Linked DNA regions of Zea mays: region 1 is linked to region 2. A link is a contact called in public Hi-C data. All regions are on one chromosome and are shown on one strand. The core of a region is the stretch at or near the end of the contact, and the rest is flanking DNA. Distances in the headings are between cores, read along the strand shown. Region 1 holds the start of LOC100192072. Region 2 holds the start of LOC103651376 (putative receptor protein kinase ZmPK1).

The links. Hi-C and Micro-C count contacts between places; a contact is called where the count stands out from the background.
Region 1: a contact with region 2 is called in a Hi-C map of ear, with 1.7 times the contacts expected there. The contact joins the promoter of LOC100192072 here to the promoter of LOC103651376 in region 2. A contact is called at or near these places in 2 of 25 Hi-C or Micro-C datasets (ear and endosperm).

The regions. Positions count from the first base shown.
Region 1 is chr3:216,092,262-216,098,921 of Zm-B73-REFERENCE-NAM-5.0, reverse strand. LOC100192072 reads right to left here and starts at 4,438. Exons shown (of 1, transcript NM_001137495.1): 1 at 3,402-4,438. The coding sequence starts at 4,356. The coding sequence ends at 3,607. It overlaps LOC103651380 (CBL-interacting protein kinase 17), which reads left to right. Exons shown (of 4, transcript XM_008677006.4): 1 at 1-1,139; 2 at 1,230-1,698; 3 at 1,863-1,972; 4 at 2,058-2,378. The coding sequence starts at 878. The coding sequence ends at 1,573.
Region 2 is chr3:215,941,624-215,949,240 of Zm-B73-REFERENCE-NAM-5.0, reverse strand. LOC103651376 (putative receptor protein kinase ZmPK1) reads right to left here and starts at 2,910. Exons shown (of 1, transcript XM_008677003.4): 1 at 1-2,910. The coding sequence starts at 1,508.

The DNA of each region.
Region 1 (6,660 bases), core at 3,189-5,688, 150 kb before region 2:
GAGTTTTTGTGTTTATTTATATAGCATTAGGACCACGGGATTAAGGTGTAATGAGAACTATTGTTATCCAAGCTTTTAGAAAGCATGCTGACTCTAATCCAAGCCCCATTTCTGTTGTTATCTGCATGGCATATTGAGACGTCGTAGCTATATATCAAACAAACAAAAAACACTTTTACTCCACACTATGGATTTCCCCCCGAGGAACCACACTATGGAATTTCAATATTACATGTTGTATTTGTGTTATTCTGTTCAGTACACATCTCATCTCAGGAAAGTGGAAACTACAAGTAGTCATTTGTTGGTAGGCAAGCCAATATGTCATATGCTTGGTTTATTCACTGTCACACAGAAACAGAAGACATCCATTTTCATTTATGCATGACAACTTTGATTAGTTCTTTAGAACTACAATCGCAAAACAATGCTGATTAGTTCTGCACATTTATGGTCTTGTAACCCTCTGTTTACAAGACAACACACTCCATACCCCTGTCATCTTAAAATCCAGTATATTTCCATGCCTAAATGCTAATTATTTTCCACTAAGGCCAAGCCGCTTTACACATTTTTGGTCATCTCTACCTGACAACCTGGTTGCCTGCCAATCCTGCACTCCAGTTCTATTCTTTTGCCAGTAGGAGTACTTCTCTTCAGAATTTTTGAACTTGGACAACTAATAAATTGTCTTTTTTTGTCGTGTGGCTTGTGACAACCCAGTGTTGCTTCCCTGCTAACCCGGCGGCGCACATGTGCTCGAGGTCCCACGAGCACTCGGAGGCTGGGACAACTCATTTTAAACTACCTGTATGTGATACCTACAACAACTCATTTTTGTACCATTCTTTTCAATTTAGTTGGGTGATACTTCGCCATGGAGTTCGTCCGCGGCGGGGAGCTCTTTGCGCGCGTCGCCAAGGGCCGCCGCAAGGAGGACACCGCGCGCAGGTACTTCCAGCAACTCATCTCCGTCGTCGGCTTCTGCCACGCCCACGACGTCTTCCACCGCGACCTCAAGCCCGAGAATCTCCTCGTCGACGAGCGCGGTGACCTCAAGGTCTCCGACTTCGGCCTCTCGGTGGTCGCCGACCAGTTCCACCCCGAAGGCTTCTTATCATCGGTTCATGTTACCGAAGGTAAAAACAAATATGCCATCTGAATTGAATTTTTAATCTCTCATATATGGATTGTGCTGAAAATGATGCACAGTATGTACAAATTCTCAGAGCTGGCCATAGCAGAAGTTGGTTTCGGACACCCAGATCACCTATCAAGAGCAGAGAAAATGCAAAGCCTAATAGAGTGCTCTTTACAGCACGTTCTTGGGTGCAATGTGGAGATCAGATTCAAACTTGTACCTTGTCCAGTGAGAAAATATGCTAGGTTGAAGAGACACTCGTTCAGTTTTCTCAGTTGCTCTGGCCGGAAGCAAGAGCTGTCAGATTCAGTTGTGACTGATGAAGACGAAGCTGTGAGGCCTGGGGCAAGGGAGACACCGCTTAAAGGCTACAAGGGCCAGCAGATTCAGTTTTGTCAGTTGCGTCAAGGCTACAAGGGAGACACAGCTTAAAGGCTACAAGGGAGACACCGCTTAAGTTGTGTCAGATTCAGTTTTCTCAGTTGCGCGTATGAGCCTTACGAGCAGTGTCCAAGATCAGTTTCAAGGGCTACTTACAGTTCAAGAGATGATGACTTGTAAGCAATCTGAACCTGTCACTGTTCCACTGTTGTTTGGTGACATCGTTATATGACTATTTGGTAGCACTTTATGCATTTTTTTTTGAATTGGCCAAGTAGCGTGGTGTCGTGCCCATAATAGAATAGTGACACTTAGTTGATCTTTTGTTATTTTTTTTCAGATGTGAAGACTAAGTAGGAGACAACTCATGGGCATAAGCAGATTTTCTAGAAGAGGAGAGCAGCACTTGATGACTTTGATAGGTTCAAAGTCATGCTGGCAAAGATCGAGGTCAGGAACCTCGCTATCAAATGTTTAGTTCGTGTTGGCACTGTTTCTATTGCTCGCTCACACTTTTTTCTTTATGTAAACAAAGGGGTGGTGCTATCAGGCAAGAGCTCGCCAAGTTGAAGAAGGCATCCATGGCTTAATGGGTATCTTTTAGTGGATGTCATGTTATAGTTTTTGGTTCTAAGTTGGATCAACAATTCGATTGAGTGTCGACAAAGACAGACATACTAATATGTTCCCTGTGAATACATTTCAAACTTTATCAAGCATGGAAGTGCTCTAGATATTTTATCGTGAATGATAATGAAATATATAAGGTAGCTTGCGTCAAATGCGTGATCTGTACCATTTTTGTTTTGTTTAAATATTGGAATAATCTATTTTGTGATATTGTCTAGGTTGATATATCTTTTTTGGGATTATATCACGTGCAAATGTAGCTATTTGTGTGAGAAGACGTCTGATCGACTCTTTTTCTTTTTTATATAAATAGCATTGAGATCAATTGTTTGTATATATCTTATCATAACATTTTTATTCGTAGCAATGCACGGACATTTACCTATTGTATATAAGTTATCATGATATTTATAAGTTGCCGTTGCAACGCACGGGCACTCACCTAGTCAAATCAGAAGAATCAAATGAAAGCGCCGGTGGTCCGTGCCAAAGTGGCTCCTACCTACCAGCTATGCGTGCTGGATAATCAATCGTCCGTGCTGAGCAAAACGGAGTGTACCGACACTGCTAGCTGGCCGCTGATGATTGAGAGTAGTGACGCGTCGCAACTTGTATATACTCCCGCTTGAGTCCATGACAGCGCAGAGAAGAGATGCCTGGTGCAGGATTGGCTACGGTACGATCTGCGTCTTAGCTGAGCAACAAGCCAGCAAGAGCAGGCCATCGACGATCATAAATTCATAATTCGTGTATCGTTGTTTGGAATCTATTTGGGTATACCATTTGATCGATTTGCTTCCCAATTTGAATCTACTGTATTTGGGTAAAGTTTCTGCTTCGCAGAAAACCAGATGCATTCAACCGAAGACCCTGCAGCCTGCATTGCAGAGTACTCCGTACCTGAGTGGAAGAAGAATCGACTGATTACCAAACGAGCGAACCTGGCACCACGTGCTCGCCCAAACCTTTTGCGCTCCGTTCCACCAGCACCAACCAACTCCATTACTAGCCTGACTGACCCCCATTCGTTGATAAATCCAAAACCGAAAACTAACGTCTAATGCCATCAATCAGAGAACACATTTGGACCAACTAATAAACGTTGCGTCAATTTTCTGGATCATTGTGTCCCACCGAACAAGAGAAAAGCACCACGTTTCACTGCAGCTAAGAAAATGATGGATCACTGGATGTGACCTCTTACAAGGATTTGTAGTTTTGTACCCACAAATGACTCAAGACTAGTGATGCAGTATCAACAGCGGCAGGCGCATAAATTGAATCACATAAGCCAATCTTACAAACCACCAATAGTACAAATTAAAGAAACTAGCGAGATGAAAGAAGTTTAAATAAACAGAGAGAAAGAAGGGGAAGGGAACCCGGGCATAGCATTCTCATCTTCAACTAGCTTGTCGTCCGTCCGTCCCTAGAAACGACGCACGGTCTCACTCTCACAACAGACAGCCAAGGACGGCGGCGAGGCCGGCGAAGCTCCAGCCGACGACCCTGGCGCCGGCGGCGCCCGTGGGCGCGGCGTCGTCGGAACCGGCCGACCCGGAGGGAGCGTCCGAGGACCCGCCCTTCTTGGGCTTCCCCTGGGACGCGGCGGGCGCGGCGGCGGGCGCCTTGGCCCCGAACAGCTCCAGGGGCAGGAGCACCTTGTCGACGGAGTAGACGGCGAGGGGCTTGACGGCGCTGAGCGCGTTGTTGATGGTGACCTCGGCGACGCCCGAGGAGACGTTGACCTGGTTGTTGGCGGTGGCGGTGATGTTGAGCGTGTAGGGCCCGTCGCGGCCGGAGGCCTGGGTGCGGACGGGGTTGCTGGCGGTCTGGAAGGAGTCCATGCTGTAGAACTGGGGCAGGACGTGGCCCTGCACCAGCGCCACCTGCTGCTGCTGCGTCAGCGAGTTGAGCGTGCCGGGCTTGAGGTTGTTGAAGGCGTTGTCGGTGGGCGCGAACACCGTGTACCCGCCGCCGCTGCTGGCGTACGAGCTGTTCAGCTGGCTGTTCAGCTGCGTGTCCTGCTGCGTCTCCTTCATCAGCCGCATGAACATGGTGAACTGCCCGCCCTTCTCCAGGATCGCCGTCACGTTCGGCGGCCCGCTAGGCGTCGCCGCGGGCCCGGGAGCCTGCGCCAGCGCGGCGGGAGCCACCACGGCCAGCGCCAGGAACGCTGCCGCCACGGCGATGCGCCTCGCCATTGGGGATTTGTGGGTGGTGGTGGTGGTGGTGGCCTGGTAGGCGGGCGTGGTCAGGATCCGATCGGAGTAGCTAGCGGTCGCGTAGTGAGCGATGGGTACAGAGGGTAGAGAGTGGTGGGGTTGGTTGATATAGGGGCTCGGCTGAAAGCGGGGGCGGGGTACAGCGTCGCACGGCTGGAGCTGAGCTGGTGGTGGGGCGGGGCGTACTGAGTGAGCCGGGCGGTGGTTGCCCGGTGGTTACGACCGGCGGGGGCGCGTGGAATATGAGAACATGCGTGCGCGACGGAGCAGATAATGGCCGTTGCTCCAATTACGTGAGCAGGAGGACATGAGGTCCAGGGCGTCCGCCGTCCGGCTCGGTGCCGGGGCGCGGCGAGGGGTGGAATGGATACACCTCGCTGGAGAAGACGTGTTACTGCCTGTCCGCACGCTGTCCAGGTGGTGCACGATGATAAATGGTGAATTGGTGGTGGCCTGGCGGCAAGTTCTTGGCGCTTCATGTGACGCCGACGCGTGAACGGCGGCGGCCACGGACAAACGGTTCCGCAATGACGCAATCGCGGGGTCGCACGGAACGGATGATAGGGGCGGTACTCAACATTTTAACTATTTATTAATACTCTCTCCTCGGTTCGAGAAAGGATATCGTTTTTACTTTTTGAGACTAAATTTAACTGACTCATCTTATTTAGAAGAATTTATAATTATTATTTATTTTTATTCTGATTTAGTTTAACATACAATTTACTTTAACTATCAACCGATTTTTTCTCAGTCTTCATAAATATTTTGAATAAAACAAACCAGTCAAACTTAACATAAAAAAAGTCAGACGACTTCATTTCTGGACAGAGGGAGTATCAAGTTTTATTTGTACTCATTTGTAAACTAAATTAATTAAAGGTTCACTTAAATTTTAAAGAAACATTGAAATCGTGATCCAATGGATCACTACGTTCTGATAGTGGCCGTTGCAGCATGTCTAAAGAGTTTTTTTTGTAAGAGTCGTTTTTATATGTTTACTCTATAACAGTTTTTTATATCTTAAATATAGAAGAAATTTCTCTTTTCTCTATTATATAAAGCATCGATTTTCATGGTCGCCATTTTCCTTTCTCGTTATATACAAAAATAAGGTAAAATTATAGAGCAGTAAAGGTTCAAACTTTGGTTGTTGGCTCCATATTTGCACTCATCTAACAAATAGAATACATATTTTTTGTGTTTTATTAAAGCAAAGTATATAATGTGATATATTGAAATTATAGCAATATATACACGGGTATCTGACTAGTTTATTTTTTATATTTGCTAGCGATCTTATTCTTGTAAATCCGAAGCAGAAGATACTTATATTTAGATAACTAAATAAAAACGGTTAGAGAGTATTTCATTAAAATTTCTACTCCTAATTATTTAAAAATGTTAAAGAGTATTTGATTATAGAGTTGTTGCTCTTACCGTCTTACGATTTGTGGGCTATTTTTTAGGTTGTATTGTACATTCTCATGTGGGCTTGTGGCTCAATGGCCACGACCCGCAATACAGTTATGCACGCGCAAAGGCGTCAGGATCAAGATTTCAAGAGCTATGTGTTGACTTTTACATGTCTTAGATTGTAACAGTCACGGGACTAGGAAATGTTTTTAATTTTTAAAAAATATACAGAAGGTATTGTACTAATGCAGTATGTACCTGTACTCAAGACACGAAACAAAAATAGCAGCGCAGGAGACCAAGGACAACGTAGTAGTACATCATACTCCCTCCGTTTCTTTTTATTAGTCACTGGATAGTGCAATTTTGCACTATCCAGCGACTAATAAAAAGAAACGGAGGGAGTATCAAGTTATAACTCATTTTGGCTTTGTATAAGCTAAAATTCGTCGTTCAAACCATTTTTAAATGAAACAAATTAGGTGATCTTCAAACAAAATGCATATCAAAATATAATTCGTGTAAAATTTAATAAAACTAGTTTGATGTTTATATGTTGCTACATTTTTCTATAGACATGGTCATTGTTTTAGTCTTTTTACAATCGCGACATGTGCATAGTCCTTTAGAAACTAATCATCAATATCCATCAACAAAGGCATGGATACTTCTCGATCCCAATCATCATGCATTATTGTGACCATAACTTACCTTATGTTTGCAAAACACATATTAGTCATAATAACCTTATGTTAGCATTAATAACTAAAAAACAAACTAGAACCTACATGTTTTTACCTTCTTCCGGCACATGTGAGGATACCCTACTCATGTAGTTTGAGGTTTCTCCGCACACCTCAGCGTCTG
Region 2 (7,617 bases), core at 1,661-4,160:
TTGTACCCGTCCTCCATCGATTTGGGTATGCTGTGCTTGTTGAAGAACAGGTACCAGCCTGTCGCGATGACAAGCATCTCCAGAGCTCCCAGCACTGCAGCGAAGACGTACAGGTATGTCCAGTTGATGTTGTCCTTCTTTGTTCCGTACATGCTCGCCGGTCCCAGCATCAGCTCAGCAGAACCCGCCGGCCCACAGGTGAGGGCTTCTTTCTGGTTGGAGATCGATGAGTAGGCCGCCGAGCTGTTGAAACTCTTTGGTACCTTCATGTAGCTGTCTCCAGGGAAGTACGGGAACACCTGGCCGTTGTAGAGTAGGCCTTTAGTGTAGCACCAGCCATCCCCGCCCTTGTACGTGAACGACAAGCAGGCGCTGCTGTTCAAGCACATGTCCCGGCAGGCTTCGAACGGGACGGACTCGTTGGAGGACAGGTCGAAGCCGTAGTAGTCAGCGTGAGGCTGCTCAACGAAGGTGAACTCCTTTCCGTCGTCGGTCGTCAAGAACATGGGCTTGCATCCTCTGTTCCAGTTCGTCGGATCGACCATCTCGTAGTCCGGGGGGCATCTGCATCTGAGGCCACCCAGGTAGTCGCAGAGCCCGTTCCTCCCACACAGTCCATGCACATAGCACATCTGTATGACAGCCTGCCCCGTGACGCGCCACGCCCCCGTCGACGCGTTCAAGCTGTACATCCTGAAGTTGCCGTCGTAGCCAATCGTGATCCTCCTCTTGACCCCTGGACCAGAATCCGAAGCCTCTATCCTGAACCCGTCGCTGGATACGAAAGTACCCAGGTCGTCCAGGACCGCTACCCTGGTGCTGTTGAACCTGTTGCGGCCGTTCTTGAGGGCGTTGTAGTCGGGGCTCGGCCAGTAGATGCTGGTGATCTCCGGGCCGTCGTAGAGCATCCTCAGGACGTTGTCGTTGTCGAAGTAGAGGTGGTGGTAGCCGGAGACTAACCTCGTGTCCTTGGTCAGCTCCTGCCCGGGGAGCAGGGTGTCGGTCGGCGAGCGGAAGCTCTGCCACACGACCTTGTTGCTGCCGCTGCTGGAGTCGCGGATCACGAGGTTGCCGCTGTCGAGGAGGGCGGCCGTCGTGTGCCTGCCCGACGACGTCTTGGTCTCCCACACCGTGGACCCGTTGGTGTCCGTGAGGACCAGGTTGCCGTCGCGGTTCAGCGACAGTCTGGAGCCGTACTTGTTCACCGGAGAGTGCTGGCCTCGCTCTGCGGAGTAGGGGTTCGCCGTCCAGACGACGGTCCTCTCGGTGGCGCTGGCGCTGGCGCTGGGGGTGTACCAGATGGAGAAGGTGAGGGCGTTCGTGCCCACCTCGTGGAAGCCGCAGGAGAAGGTAGCGTCGGGCGAGAGGAGGGTGACCTTGTCGTGGTCCTCTCCTCTCATGTGCGAGCCGGTGGTCATGGTTCGCCATGGCGAAGCGCCAGAGCAGATCGGGGAGATCAGAAGTGGAAGAACCGCGAGATAGGGATGGAGATAGAGCAGCGCAGCCATTGTTGGACCTCGGAGAGCTTGGCAGCGCAAGCGTAAGAGTAAGTGGGGGAGAGGTTGGTGTGGTACCTTTATTAATTCTGGTTCCGCTCCTTGTGGTTTTAACTAGATTGATGACACGCACTCACTAGCGCATAAACTATCTCTGATGCTCGCGCACGGCACAAGGCAAAAACCGCAGACGGGTCCAGATGTGGACACTGTATTCCTGTCCTGTATACAGTTCCACTTTGGTTTTAGATGATGTGAACTGATGGGACCGTTTGTGCGTTTGTGAAAGCTAGAGGACCAAACCACAGGCAGGAAAGAAAGAATAATTGTCTACCAGACCAGTACGGTGGTTTAATTTGTTGTCTGTGTGAAATCGGTTACCCTACCATTTGCGTAAACCAGCATTTTTTTATCAGACACGATTAAAAAATGATGCTCATCAGAGTCAAAGTTAAGAGCGAACTGCGTACTGCGCTGTATGTATACTTTATTACCAAGTAGGTTCGATACAGTAATAACGAATCCACAGGTCAGATCTGTCGCCCATGTTCACATGTTTAATATTTGGTGGATTTATCGTTATGGCCAACGGGAATGCTGCAATAGCCGGTGCTCTACGAGCTTTACTGTACATAAGTTCTGCCTACAATTTTTTTTTTCTATGTACATGTGCTAAGATCCAACCGGCTTCCCCACCGTTAACGTGTGCGCCGACAGCATCGTTCGTTCGCAAGCAACAAAAACAAAAAAAAGGTGAAAGTCACATGTGTATCATCGCGCTTCTAGGCTCTTTCTGGAAACTGTATAATGCGTTATGTAGCATGCACTTGGCATCTCTGGTTACAAAGCTGCATGTCTATCTATTAATTAACAAAAGCTAAGGACAACTAGAACCATCTTGTTTCCCGGCCCACATGAGATTTGAGAATCCACGGTAAGCATGCGTTGCGTTTGTTAACTTTTGTCAAGATGCTCTTCATCCGGAAGCCGTGTCAAAGTGCAGTTCGTCGTGCCTTAGGCTGTACGAAAATTACACTATATATATAGAATGAAGTTAGAAATAGATAGTGGAATGATATTAGTGTGGAAGCAATGATGACTCAAAGATATCTTTACGACTTAATCACATTGCTAGTGCTTACTACTTTGAAGGAACTTGTCCATGACTTAATGGTCCACATTATTTCCCTTTAGTAAGCCTTTAGCCCTTTACTGAATAAATCACCGAGTCGTCTTCCACTCCACTTCACCGTGTCATTATCCCTTACCCCAATGGGCATCTTTTATCTTTATATTATAAAAGGAGTCTATGGGCATCTTAGCAAGAACAGTAGTATGTGATTTTGACGACCTGGTCACGGGTCTCATCCTGGAGTACGAACGAATATTGGAGTGGACCTCGTGTGGCTATGAGTAAAAGTAGGGATGGCAACGGGGAATTCCCGTCGGGTTTTAGTTCACCAAATCTATTCCCGCGATGAAATTTTTTTTTCGCAGTGATCCCTACGAACGCTTGCGGGAATATTTCTTTCCCGTTCCCCACGGGGATAAATCCCGGTCGGGGATCCCCATCTCCGCTTAAATTATAATTAAATCGTACTTCATTTGTTATTAATGTAAAACATTGTCACTTATACACATTGTTAGATGTAAAAATCATTATGTGCACATTAAAATCAATGTATTTGTACAACAGATGATCTCTTGACAAGGTAATTATTTATTTTTATCATTAACTATTACATGAAAACATTGTCACATGTAAGTTAACGGGTCCCCGCGGGGAACGGGGATGGAGAATTGATTCTCCATCCCCGTCCCCGTTTACCCGTCGGGGGAGAATTTTCCACCGTTTACATCCCTGTGGGGGAAGAAATTTTCCCATCCCCATCCCCTAATAGAGGAATTCCCTGCGGGGAATCGGGTATCGGGTCCCCATTGCCATCTCTAAGACTAGTCTATACTCTCTCTGTCTATAAATATTGGTCGTTCTCATTTTTTCGAAAAGTCAAATATTTATAACTTTGACCACATTATATAAAAAATATTAATATTTATAGTACATAATAGGTATCATTAGATAGCTCTTTAAATTTATTTTTATAGTAAAATTATTTGAACATACAAACTGTCAGGTACCGTAATTAGAGGTACCCCAATACTTCTAAGCATGGCTGGAAAACATCTTCAAAGCAGATCGTAAAGACTGGTAAGCACAGCTCAAAGCTAAAGCCTCATCTACCAAGGGACGCGATCTCGTCTCACCCAAGCCCGGCCTCGGGCAAGAACAGTAGTCCCGGACGGATTCACGCCTCGCCCGAGGGCCTCCTCAAGCAGTGGGCGCACCCCCGGCTCACCCGAGGCCAAGCTCGGGCAAATTTTGTCGTACAGCAACCTCGGCCAAATCGCCTTACCACCGACCGTATCGCATGCGCATTTAATGCGGGGATCACCTGACACCTTATCCTGGCACGCGCACCTCAGTTGGCAAGGTCGAAATGACCGCAGTCACTTCGCCCCTTTACTGATCGTTCTGACAGGGAAACAACACTATTCACCCCGTTCCGACTACTGTGCCAACCACCAGGGTAAAACTAACGACAGTAAGTCACGACCTCCCTCGAGTTCAGCCTCGGGCGCAACAGGGAGCTCCGCCTCGCCCGACCCCAGGCCTCGGCCTCAGCCTCAGCCTCGGCCTCGGGAGAAGTCACCGCCTCACCCGACCTCGGCCTCGGACCGACTACGCCACAGGGGATACATTATTACCCTACCCCTAGCTAGCTGCCTCAGGCTACGAAAGAACAAGACCGGTGTCCCATCTAGATTACTCCGGCAACAGGTAATGATGGTTCCCTGCATGCGTCCATGACGTCGATTGTTCTCAACTCTCTATGAAGGCAAAGAAACGTCAGCAGGACCCAGGGCCGCACCGCCAGCTACGCTTCTACAGGGCTCAAGCACTTCTCCGCCTGCCACGTTAGCGCATAGCTACACCCCCATATATACAGCTGGATCATCTCCTTGTATCTATAAAAGGGGATGTCCGGGGCCTTCCCAGAGGGAGGAAAAGAGGGCGAACGTAAAGGAGCCTAACTCAGACGGCTCACTCCAAGGCCAAACCCTCTCCCGCGAAGCTGGTAACCCCTACTACGAGCACCCCGGTGCAAGATAATATAAGCCTCATCCCCCCTCTCGTGTTTCATCTTGCATCAACCCATCTGGGCAGGGACACGCAGCATCAAATTCACTAGTCGGTTGAGGGTCCTCGTGGGTCCAAAACGCTGACAGTTGGCGCGCCAGGTAGGGACCCAGCTGCGTGTTGGCAATACTTTCCCGTTGAGTTCCAGATGCATAATCTTCAGCAACCTCTTCGGCCCGGGACGGTGCTCCGCTTTGGGAGTCTTGAGTTCATGTCCCCCAACGGCAGCTACGACATGGTACTCCTCCCCCCCGCAGTGCGACAACAACGACGGTCATCGGCTCGCCCGGCGGAGGCGAACTCGACGACGACATCTCCCCGTGGCGGAAGAGGAACACCCGAGTTTGCCCCGCCACCCTCCTCGCCGGAGGAGGAGGAGACGGAGCAACCATGGCCAGGCAAGAGGTGGCACCTCGTCGACTGTCGGACTAGAGCGAGTCGACGACGCCGGCACCCCTGCGGGAGACATGTCGGGTGTTATCCTCGCACCTGAGACAACGACGGGTGTCGCTTCCCAGCAACGTGCCAACCCCAGGCGGACTAATGACGCCAGCACCCTTGCGAAGGACTTGTCGGGCATTAGTCTCGCACCTGAGATAACGGCGCATTCCATCCCCGATGCGACTTCACCACCATCCATCGACCAGGAGCTACCATCTGTTTCCCATCCTGTTCCTTTTAGATTTAGCTTCGATCCACCAAGCGACCCCACTTTGGCGAGCGCTTTCGCAAGGGCATATCCTGGCCTTCTGGGGTACCATATGTGGTCAACTTGGGACATGTTGACGCCCATCTCAACCTCCGGACCCGCAGGTTCCGAGGAAGAGGACGACCCCGACTTCAGTTGGGATTTCTTCGGACTCCGTGATCCCAGTGCCATGCGAGACTTCATGTCCGCATGTGACCACTGCCTCTCCGGCTACTCTGACGATGGCCACAGCCTTGACGACGAGGGTTACGATCCAAGTCACGAGTGTTTCCACATCGATCAGGAGGATCACGACGAAGACAACCACCTCGGCATGCCAGGAAATGACGACACCCCTGTGCCTGCGTCTCGCGTTGAGATCCCGCGGGAGCTAGCTGTGGTCCGAGTCCCTGTGAGGGGTCAGGGCACACAGCTCGAGCAACTCCGCGAGATGTAGGCCAAGCTCGACGAAGAAATGGGGCGACTTATGCAGCTCCGACAAAACATCGAGCAGGAGTGGGCTGGCCGAGCACTCGCCGGAGGAGCGCGTCATCGAGCCCGGGACATCCACCGCCGTATTATTGACGATGCCAGGGCAGGGCTGCCCCCGGCCTTCAGCGGGGCCGGCCAGAACCTAGCTGCAGCGGCGATGTTACTTCGAACAATGCCGGAGCCATCCACCACCGAGGGGCGACGTATCCAGGGCAAACTCAAGGACCTCCTGGAAAATGCCGTTGTCCGACGAGCCGAGAGCTCTGCCTCCCAAAGGCGAGGAGGCCTCTCGGAGCATCACGCAGCGTCCTCCCGACGCATGTGCGAGGCCTCGGTCCACACCGAGCACACAGGAGACAGGACACTTGCAGCCCGGGATCGCCTCGGTGACGAGCAACACCGCCGCGACCATCGAGCCCGCCTCGAGGAGAAGGTGTGCCGAGGCTACCACCCCAGGCGCAGGGGATGCTACGACAGTGAGGAGGATCGGAGCCCCTCGCCCGAACCACCATTCCGCGGGTCTTCAGCCGGGCCATACGACGGGCGCCGTTCCCGGCCCGGTTCCGAGCCCCGACTACCATTACCAAGTACTTAGGGGAGACGAGGCCGGAGTTGTGGCTCGCGGATTACAGGCTGGCGTGCTAGTTGGGAGGAACGAACGACGACAACCTCATCATCTGCAACCTCCCCCTTTTCCTCTCCGACGCTGCCCAGGCCTGGCTGGAGCATCTGCCTCCTGCGCAGATCTTCGGCTGGGATGACCTAGTCAAGACCTTCGCTGGAAATTTCCAAGGTACGTACGTGCGCCCTGGGAACTCGTGGGATCTCTGGAGCTGCCGCCAGCAGCCAGGGGAATCCCTAAGAGTACATCCGGCGGTTTTCAAAGCAGTGCACCGAGTTACCTAACATCACCGACTCAGACGTCATCGAAGCATTCCTCGCCGGTACCACTTGCCGGGACCTGGTAAGCAAACTGGGATGCAAGACTCCCACCAAGGCGAGCGAATTGATGGACATAGCCACCAAGTTAACCTCTGGTCAGGAGGCGGTTGAAGCCATCTTCCGGAAGGACAAGCAGCCTCAGGGAAGATAGAAGGAAGACGTCCCCGAGGCGTCCGTCCAGCGTGGCAAGAAGAAGAAGCCCTTGGAAACTTAAAGGCACTTCTTACTAATGCGCCCATCTTGGTGCCCCCCGCTGCGGGAGAGAATCTCTTGATTTACGTAGCCGCAACCACTCAGGTAGTCAGCACTGCGGGCGTAGTCGAGAGATGAGAAGAGGGGCATGCACTGCTCATCTAGAGGCCAGTCTACTTCATCAGCGAGGTGCTATCCGAGACCAAAATCCGCTACCCACAAATCCAGAAGCTACTGTACGCGGTGATTCTAACACGGCGAAAGCTACAACACTACTTCGAGTCTCATCCGGTGACTGTGGTGTCATCCTTCCCTCTAGGAGAGATCATCCAGTGCCGAGAGGCCTCGGGTAGGATAGCAAAATGGGCAGTGGAACTCATGGGGGAAACACTTTCATTCGCTCCTCGAAAGGCCATAAAATCCCAAGTCTTGGCAGACTTCCTGGCTGAATGGGTCGACACCCAATTGTCGACTACTCCAATCCAGGCCAAATTTTGGACCATGTACTTCGATGGGTCGCTTATGAAAACCGGAGCAGGTGCTGGCTTGCTCTTCATCTCGCCCCTCGGGAAACATGTGCGCTACGTGATACGCCTCCATTTTCTGGC